Linked DNA regions of Mus musculus: all the other regions are linked to region 3. The links are chromatin contacts, called in public promoter capture Hi-C maps. All regions are on one chromosome and are shown on one strand. Each heading gives the region's core, a stretch centred on a gene start, on an enhancer-like site or on the middle of the called end of the contact. The rest is flanking DNA. Distances are from core to core; before and after follow the strand shown.

Region 1 (2,993 bases), core at 439-2,938, 2.8 Mb after region 3:
AGGAAAGCTTCGTAGATCTAAACTTGAAACAACACAAGATTATAACTAATTACAGCATCCAGGCGATTAGCTGCCTAGGAAGCACAACATGGTTTAATGTACAAAGGATTTAAAACCCTAAATCACTTAAATAATATTCAGACTTTTAAATTTTTTTATTCTGGGCTGGAGAGATGGCTCAGTGGTTAAGAGCACTGACTGCTCTTCCGAAGGTCCTGAGTTCAAACCCCAGCAACCACATGGTGGCTCACAACCATCTGAAATGAGATCTGATGTCCTCTTCTGAAGGCATCTGAAGACAGCTACAGTGTACTTAGATATAATCATAAATAAATCCTTAAAAAATATTTTTAAAAAAATTTTATTTTATGTGTGAGGCTGAGGCATGTAGTGTGGAGATCATGGGACAATCGCTGGGATTCAGGGTTGGTGGCAGACACCTTTACCTGCTGACCTATCTCAGGGGCCCTGCACTCAGAATTTCTAATCGCTAAGTAACTAACAGAAGACATAGTCCACTCTGTGTTCTATGGAAACTGCCTTTTGTAACCTCTGAAACAGTTCCCTTCTCAAGAATCCAAGAGACAGTTAACAATAAAATCTGTTACAAAACAAAGTGAATGCATATATACCCGTGTGTGTACCCATCCCAGCAGGTCTGGCCTACAACTCTAACATGCTTCAGAAAAGCCCAATTGAGTTACAAAGCAACACGAGGGCTTATGACAGTGTTTCTCAACCTTCTTAATGCTTCCACCCTTTAATATAGTTCCTCATCATAACTGTAAGTTTGCTACTGTTACGATTAGTAATGAAAATATCTGATATGCAACTCGGTGAAATGGTCGTTTAACAACCCACCCTCCAAGGAGTTTCCTCCACCCACCGGTTAAGCCACTGGCTTAGGGCTTCTTAGCTCTGAATCCTAGGTAACCATACAGACATAGTGCTCAATTCCATGATGCCAAAACAGCACAAACGATCGCCTACTTAAACTGCTACTATAATCAGTAATAAGGAAAAAGCACTAAGCACGAAAGTCACTCTAATTTGAAAATGATCTGGTAGCTCCCAATGTAGTTCGTGTACCAAGAGGCACGTGGCGTGTCTTGAGCCCCCCAGGCACATATCCAGGAAGCATACCGAACTATCCACCACTACTCGTCAAATCATTTCACTTTATAGTAAGTAGTGATGCAAAGGTTGCAGGGAAGTGCGATCAAAAAGAGACAAACGATAGGGACGCCACGATCCCTAAAGTAGAAGTAGAAATTTCCAGAAACTTCCACCGGAAGGGAGAGGGCGCAATCTGGACTCGTGGAGGCCAGGGCTCGCTCCGTCTGGGACCTAGGCTGCTATCCCCCTCCGGATCCCAGGCCCCGAGCCGCCGAACAGCCAGCGGGCCAAGGAGAACCGCAGCAGGGAGGCCCCGGGCGAGGGAACCGCTGAGCCGTTCGCGCCGCTCACCTCGCTCCCCGCCGATGTCCACGTCAAAGAAGACTCGCGGGTTCTTGGAGTTGGAGGGCTTGGCTGCCGGGGATGCGTGGGACATCTTCACTGCGGGCACTGGGCAGCGGGACACGAGCACCTCGTGCGCGAGACCGGAGCAAACTCTACTGCCCCTCTACGTTATAACCTGGCAACGCGCGGAAGAGTTACTTCCTGCGCACCGCCGGAAGCTGTACTCTGGTTTCCGGTGGCGCCTTCACCTTCCGGTTTCTGCGCCTGGCCCCTAATGCTTCTCTTTAGGTGGCTGTAGTGGCCGTCGGTTTCTTTTTAGTGTGTGCGCCGTTCCCTGGTGTTTGCTGCATCGCTGGGTGGAGAATTTGGAAACCATCCTAGCCTCGACTCTGCCACGAAATGCCAGTAACTACAACGAAACTTAGTTTACTCGTCTGTAAAATGGGGATAAAAATGCCTCCTCTGAGCAGACATGGTGGCTAGGCGGCACGACCTGAGTCTGATCCCCAGGATCCGTAAGGTGAAAGGAAAGAATGTTATCACCCAGTTGCCATCTGATCTCCACGAGTATGTCGTAGCATGCACACAGAAGCGCACATACATAAATTAATTGGTGCCTTCTTTTTCTTAATGCCTACCTACCTAGGGAAGGCGTTTTGGAAATTAAAGACATAAATTACTTATCAGAATGCCTGACATAAACATGTGGCTTCTAATAAATAACAGATGTCCAGTTACTATTGCCATGTTATTGTCATTTGGCCGTTAAGTTGTAAGTGACCCAGTCTAAAGCAAAGGCTCCAAATGCGCTGATGTTGAGAATCTAAAAGAGGATTTATTTGACTTCTGTTAAAACTAGATATCCTATAATAGTCTGTCTTTTTTTTTTTTTTCTAATGGGCTTGGTGTAAAATACACAACTTAAAGTTGAATGTGGTTATTCAGTACTGAGGAGGTAGAAGCAGGACGATCTATGTGAGTTCCAGGCCAGCCTGAGCTATGCCAGTAAGAATTTAAAAAGTGGCCATCCAGAGACTGTCCCACCTGAGGATTCATCCCATATACAGTCACCAAATCCTGACACTATTGTAGATGCCAAGAAATGCTTGCTGACAGGAGCCTGATATAGCTGTATATAGAGGCCCTGCCAGAGCCTTACAAATACAGAGGCGGATGCTCACAGTCAACCATTGGACTGAGGGGGTTGGGGGTCCCAATTGAGGAGTTAAGGAAAGAATTGAAGGAGCTGAAGGGGTTTGCAACCCCATAGGAAGAACAACAATATCAACCAACAGAGTTCTCAGGCACTAAGCCACCAACCAAGGAGTACACATAGCTCCGGCTACATGTATAGCAGAGAATGCCCTTGTCAGGCAACAATGGGAGGAGAGGTTCTTGATCCTATGAAGGCTGGATAGATGCCCCAATGTAGGGGAATTGAGGGTGGGAGTGAGTGGTGGGTGGAGGAACACCCTCATAGAAGCAGGGGGAGGGGGTGGGATAGGGAGTTTCTGGGAGTGAGAAGCCAGGAA
Region 2 (2,971 bases), core at 167-2,666, 2.7 Mb after region 3:
CTTTTAAATCAAATGCTTTCTTCACCAAAAAATATAAAATAACACTTTTTTTATATCATGTCAGCATTTATTGTTCACATTTATTTGTAACCTGTATTGTTTGGGGGGAGGGACCTGGACTAATACTTCAGCCATCTCTTTTGACAAAAGAATAAAAACCTGTCAGCCAGTTCTAGTTTCCAAATCTTTTGTGTGGTTATTCCACAACCCTCTCCAGGAAGATTGTCTGCTACATACTTCAGTCCTTTCTCCCTCTCAAAGAGTCCTTATAAAGTGCCACTGTAAACACATAAGTGGATGCTCACAGTCAGCTATTGGATGGATCACAGGGCCCCCAATGGAGGAGCTTGAGAAAGTACCCAAGGAGCTAAAGAGATCTGCAACCCTATAGGTGGAACAACATTATGAACTAACCAGTACCCCGGAGCTCTTGACTCTAGCTGCATATGTATCAAAAGATGGCCTAGTCGGCCTTCAATGGAAAGAACGGCCCATTGGACTGGCAAACTCTATATGCCTCAGTACAGGGGAACGCCAGGGCCAAAAAGTGGGAGTGGGTGGGTAGGGGAGTGGGAGAGGGTATGGGGGACTTTTGGGATAGCATTGGAAATGTAAATGAGGAAAATACCTAATAATAAATAAATAAAGTGCCGCTGTGACCCTCCAACCCCTCAGCGTTATACGTGTTGGGGTCAGGAAGTTATTTCTGGGAATTCGAGATTGAACAAAAACTTTACAGAATTTTTGCATTGCAAGATTCTGTTCTAAACTGTCCTATCAAATCCATCTGCCGGCTGTGATTAGCCCTGGTCCACTCAAGTCCAACACAGAGCCAAGTAAGCGACACACAACAGCATCACCAGCTGGCCCTGGGCTGGTGGCCAACTAGAAGCACAAGCTCGAGTCCCTTAGAAAGCACCAATGGGCAAGGAGGCAAGCTATGACCGCCCAAAGTGCTCCGAGGGATGGGAGGAGGCGGAGAGAGGATCCTGGCAGCGGGGCTGCGGATGACCGCTAGCAGAAGGAGAAGGAAAGAAAGATGCGGGAAGAGAGAGCCGAGGCTAGCCCTCAACTCCAAGAACCGCAGGCAGGAGCACCCTAGCTGCAATCAGCTCTCAGCCGCAACGGCGACACTCACGTCTCCGATCTGCAGCTCCACTTGCTCCAGCGGGTCCACGGTTGGACCGGGACTCCTGCTCGGATCCCGCCAGCCCAAACTCACTGGCATGCTGAGGGACGACGAAGAGGCGCCTGACGACGGAGATGAGGGAGGCGGCGGCGGCGGCGAAGAAGCCCGAAACTCCTCAGAGTCAGCCATGGGAGTGAGCTGGGGCTACTGGACCGGATCAAGCAACCGAACCCTCACCAACTGCCTTTCGACCGCTCGCGCCCAAAGCCCATAGGCTCCGCCTCCTCCCACACGGAGTCCCGCCCCATCTTCTCGTTTGTCTCTGCCCTGGACCCCAAGTACGTCTCATTTTTTCCAGACAGCCAATCAGATATCAAGCCAGGCGTCACCAGGCTCCTGCGCACAGCTCCAGGAGCTAAACACTACAACTCCCAGAATGCCTAGCAAATCAGCCTCGCTATGCTTCTAGGGCGCATGCGCACACGCGAGAGCTTGTCGGCCTCTTCTGCACACTAGGTTCCTGGCTGAGGATGACTGGGAGATGGAGTCTTCTGCCTTTTCCTGGCTTGTATGTGACCCGGAAACCTTACTGGCCTTCGTGTCCTCTGTGGCGCCGGCGCAAAGCAGAAGAGGGGCGGGTACGCCGCGAAGCAAGGGCGGTCGGCAGAGCCCAGACGCTGACAGAAGCTGAGCAGTCGGGGCTTCTTGGCAGGTGATGGCGCCCCTCGTAGCCTAGAAGTCCAGCACCCTCGGCAAGCCGCAGACCCACGCCTCTCTCCTTTGTATCTGGTCAAGTCTCCGGGTCACTTTGAACATGTTGGTGCGACTAACCAAGCTGTCCTGCCCTGGTGAGACGAAACTCCTGGTGGGGACAGAAGGAGCAAGGTGGATAAGTTGGGACAAAACAAGACTGGGGCCACACCCGGGGTACTGCCAGCATCTCTTTCCTTGTCTATTGTCTTAGGCTAAACTAGGGCAAAGGTCAATGCTGTCAGCGCCTGGTGGCCGACCCTACCTTACCGACCTTGGAGTTGCCCCAGTTGGCAGAATTATCATCTAGGTTAAAGGTCATGAGAAGAGAAAATTGTCAACACTGCCCCCTCGGTGGAGTTCCCCCAAATGCCGCTCCTAATCTTTACCTCAAGGCTCAGGTATTATCTGCCGCCTTATTAGGAATGGGAAAGAAAGAAAAACTTGTGTGGGTTTTCGCCTTGGCTCTGACCTGACTTTGCAGCCATAATAGTCTAATCTTAATTGAAGTCTGAGCTCTCATATCGTATTAACTCATATATTACCAATTATGTCTGGAGTCGGAATTTTTTCTGCATTATCCAGAGTTAACACCAGGCGTTTCTGTTATGGGTGTTTCTTAAAGCAGTTGCAGGATAGTTTTAAGTTTTTACTTAAAAACAACCCCCTCGTTCAAACAGAAGTTTAGAGGATCTTGAATTCTGTTGTAACTGGCTTAATATAAATCTTTACTGAAGTTAATTTGGCTGTGGGATTTTTAAACAAGTATTTGTATACTTGTTTAAACAATATGGTGTATATTCAAACCAAGCATCTATTATCCACAGAAGATGGTATGCTTTGAGAGCCATCAGTTTACAGTCTAATTTAGATGCAGTCTTGGATCTAGTCAGTGACTTTTCTTTAAACGCTAATTTGTTACATTTTCATTACTCAGTGTTACCTCTAGTGGTGACAACTAAATGTGCTAAGTATGTCGTGTATGGCTGATCCGGTGTTCAGTGACTCTGACTTTGCTTTCTACTGGAACTCTGTCTTTATGCCTAAATGTTCAGATGGGTCATGAGAGATACCATGCTCGTTTAAGCAAAG
Region 3 (3,076 bases), core at 337-2,836:
TTAATTGCAGGTTACAATCTTCGCTAAATGCTAATGAATGATAGGGGCATCAATTTAATTGGATTTACTAGAAACTGACATTCTGTTACAGATGCCTACATTTTGAGGGAGGGAAGTGCTTAGGTTTGACAAGCATGACAGGCTACTTTGATAGCCTACCACTGAGGCAGACCCTCAGCCTCAAACTGGTCCTTGAAGTGTATTACAGAGATGGGCATAATGTGATAAACACGGGAACAAGAGTTGGATGCAGCATTGGCACAGTCAGACCTTGTGACGCTTACGACAGAAAACCAAAATCTAAAGAGAGCCAAGCTCTGAAGTCGCTCTTTGGCTTGCAACTTAGAAACCAAATATTGAAGACAGGATCCTACAGAGAGGGGTGTTTCAATACTGGAGCCCAAAGTTGACAGATGACCTACAACACACTAACAGTGAAGCAAGAACTCCTCCCACGTCATGCCAGATCTTGTGAGAACCAGCAAGGGCTAGGCAGCAGCATAATCAAAACCAAATGCTTTGCAGCGTTTTACCTGAAAGGAAGTTCTCTTGGTAGCCTTTGGACTCTTGGTGTACGCCAAAGTTGTGCTGAAGATTTCATCGGACATGGTGTGTCCTTTTTCTCTGCTTTTATACAACAGTTAATAAATTACTGAAATAATTCATTCAACCTCTGATGGTGGCTGAAATATACATATAAATATTTTAAAGAATTAGACGTTTTTACATGATCAAGACACTGTTCCTGGGATTAGTGCCCCACAACCCCGCTCCAAAGAGAAATCGCTCTAATCATTGTACAATATATTCACCTAAAAACGTTAAGAGCGTTTTATGTTAAGTACATAAAAATTTCACAACAAATTGGTTTTCACGAAAAGAAAATCCATGAGGAAGTTATTACTGTTCTACATCCACTAGAAGGATGAATGAACTACATAATAACAAAATGTTGCCAAACAATTTCACTTTCCATTATTAAAAACACACAGCATTGCGGACGCCACCACGACTTAGTTCAAGCTGCAACCAAGAGGACTGTCAAGGTTCCCAGCCCCGGAAATGGCTTGCACATAACAGTATTCAAAACGATGCTTAACCACAAGCAGCAGCGACATTTTCCCAAACCATTCGTTTGCTGTTACACACACATCTCCACACTAAGTTGCAGCACATCAGGCTTCCAGCGCGCGACGTCGGAGGCCCATTTGGATCGCCGGCCACCGCCCAGAGCTCCCCGGGCTGGCCAGGCGGCGTCCGCATCCCAGCTCCGCGCGGCTCCCGGCCCAGCACGCGCCAGGGCCCCGCACACCCAGCACGGTCCCCTCCGTTCCTCCACGTACCACGGCCCGCGCCTCCTGCATCCACCCCGCTCCCCGTGCACCCGGGCCCCTGTGACCACCTGAGAACCCAGCGGCTATGCTCTAGCACAGGTGTCGCCCCCGGCCCGGGCCTCGCGGTCTGGGAAACCAGGTATTGGAATAACCTGGAGGCGGGGCAAAAGATGGAGGCAGAAGGCGGTTGCTAGGCAACAGCGTCCCCGGGAGGAAGTGACTTCCAACCGCCTGGTCTCTTGGGTACCCAACACCGCCTTTCCGCCGGCGTCGCTGGGACAACCGCACAGACCAAGGAAGTGACATCACTGGTGGAGGTGTTGGGAGCGCGGTGCCCTATCAGCTTGTGTGCAATGGCTGTTACCTAGGAAACAAGACCGGCCCTCTGCCATCACGCCACAAGGAACCTTGATTGCCCCTGCTCAGAGTCCTTGTTTATAGGCAGGTATTGCGTGACCACGATGCAAAGCTTCCTTTTGCTAGTTAGAACGTGGAATGCGTGAGTCAGTGCAGTGTCAGCGGACTCAACAGAACGACGTAGTAGTGACGTTTGCAATCGTCGGAGTTAAACTGCACGTTTGATTCTTGGAATATGCAAAATAAGATCTCTATGATTTGATAAGAAACTAATAAGACTGTCTCCTTAAAGGATTGCAGTGAATACCGAATACAATATATAGCGAAATATTGGGAAATGTTTAGAATCGCATTCAGTTAATATTACATAGGAGCGTTTCTTGTAAGTAATGCAGTTGGGGGGGGGGGGGCGGAGGAGGAGGAGGCAGAGAGTAGGGGTAGGGGTGTGTGTGCTAAAGTATCCCATAAGCACACACAGCCCAGAGCCTGTTTTACATCTTTGGTGAAAAGTTTACCCTTTCTATATTTAGTAGATAATCTGGTTAAAAAGAAGTCAGCAAATAAAACACAGGGGAGAAGGCTGGAAAAAGTACTGCTGACAGTATCACTATCTTTGCCATTTAATAATTTATTAATACACAAAACACTTAAACTTTTAAAGTTACACAGACTTCATCTATTTTTAACTTGAAAAAGGTATGTCGAAATCAATTCATTAACAAGTGACTAAACTTGTTTCTGTATCTCCACAATGTTTCTTTTAAAAAATAACCCTGACAAATAGATCTTTAAATACACAAAAACAAATATGAAGTTCAGTGAGAAAAAGGTTTCTAAGTAATATTTGCAATAACTCCTTTAAAAAGCCTAGTTTAAGTTTTTCAACTTGTTCTTGGTTGGTAAATTTGTTTTGGCTAATTATGTTGTTTTTAACTATTTTTAAGTGAATATCTGCATAAGGAAAAGATTTTCTATTTTCACCAGTTACTGTTAGCTTTTCTATCCTACATTTTATTAACATCTATGATTCTGATAAAGGCCCTGTACCCACGGCGGGTACCCAAATGGGAAGAACTAATTTTTAGATAATGTGTAAGGGCTCTATTCATTTGGTATTCATTTAACTGATATAACTTTAATGTAGGCATGACTTACAAAAATAAACTTACAACAACATCAATGATAGAGAACACTGAGTTCCCAGCTACCAATAGGGCCGGGTTGCACACAATGGGAATGGGTTTCGGATGGTTGTTTGCCACAAGCACAAAGTGAGAGGCTCTAAAGAGAATTCTTTCTAGCAGCAATTCAGTTGTTACACATGTGAGTTTGAGTTGAGTACTAAGTATGGGAGAGAAGGCTGGACCTGAAGTCCAGTATATGGA

What was found. Promoter capture Hi-C pulls out the DNA fragments that hold promoters and counts their contacts.
Region 1: a promoter capture Hi-C map of pre-B cells shows a contact between it and region 3, with 16 times the contacts expected there. The contact joins the promoter of Ppid here to the promoter of Map9 in region 3. A contact is called at or near these places in 2 of 39 promoter capture datasets (liver and pre-B cells), 1 of 115 datasets of contacts at active chromatin or transcription factors (astrocytes) and 1 of 9 other capture datasets (liver).
Region 2: a contact with region 3 is called in a promoter capture Hi-C map of pre-B cells, with 11 times the contacts expected there. The contact joins the promoter of 4930579G24Rik here to the promoter of Map9 in region 3. A contact is called at or near these places in 5 of 39 promoter capture datasets (the 3T3-L1 cell line, hippocampal neurons, liver and 1 more), 4 of 484 Hi-C or Micro-C datasets (CD4 T cells, CD8 T cells and the HL-1 cell line), 1 of 115 datasets of contacts at active chromatin or transcription factors (astrocytes) and 2 of 9 other capture datasets (adipose tissue and liver).

Annotation. Positions count from the first base shown.
Region 1 is chr3:79,590,032-79,593,024 of GRCm38.p6, reverse strand. It overlaps Ppid (peptidylprolyl isomerase D (cyclophilin D)), which reads right to left and starts at 1,688. Exons shown (of 10, transcript NM_026352.4): 1 at 1,468-1,688. The coding sequence starts at 1,552.
Region 2 is chr3:79,627,524-79,630,494 of GRCm38.p6, reverse strand. It overlaps 4930579G24Rik (RIKEN cDNA 4930579G24 gene), which reads right to left and starts at 1,416. Exons shown (of 2, transcript NM_029482.1): 1 at 1,139-1,416. The coding sequence starts at 1,318. It overlaps Etfdh (electron transferring flavoprotein, dehydrogenase), which reads left to right and starts at 1,728. Exons shown (of 13, transcript NM_025794.2): 1 at 1,728-1,977. The coding sequence starts at 1,944.
Region 3 is chr3:82,356,582-82,359,657 of GRCm38.p6, reverse strand. It overlaps Map9 (microtubule-associated protein 9), which reads right to left and starts at 1,586. Exons shown (of 14, transcript NM_001081230.1): 1 at 1,403-1,586; 2 at 534-683. The coding sequence starts at 608.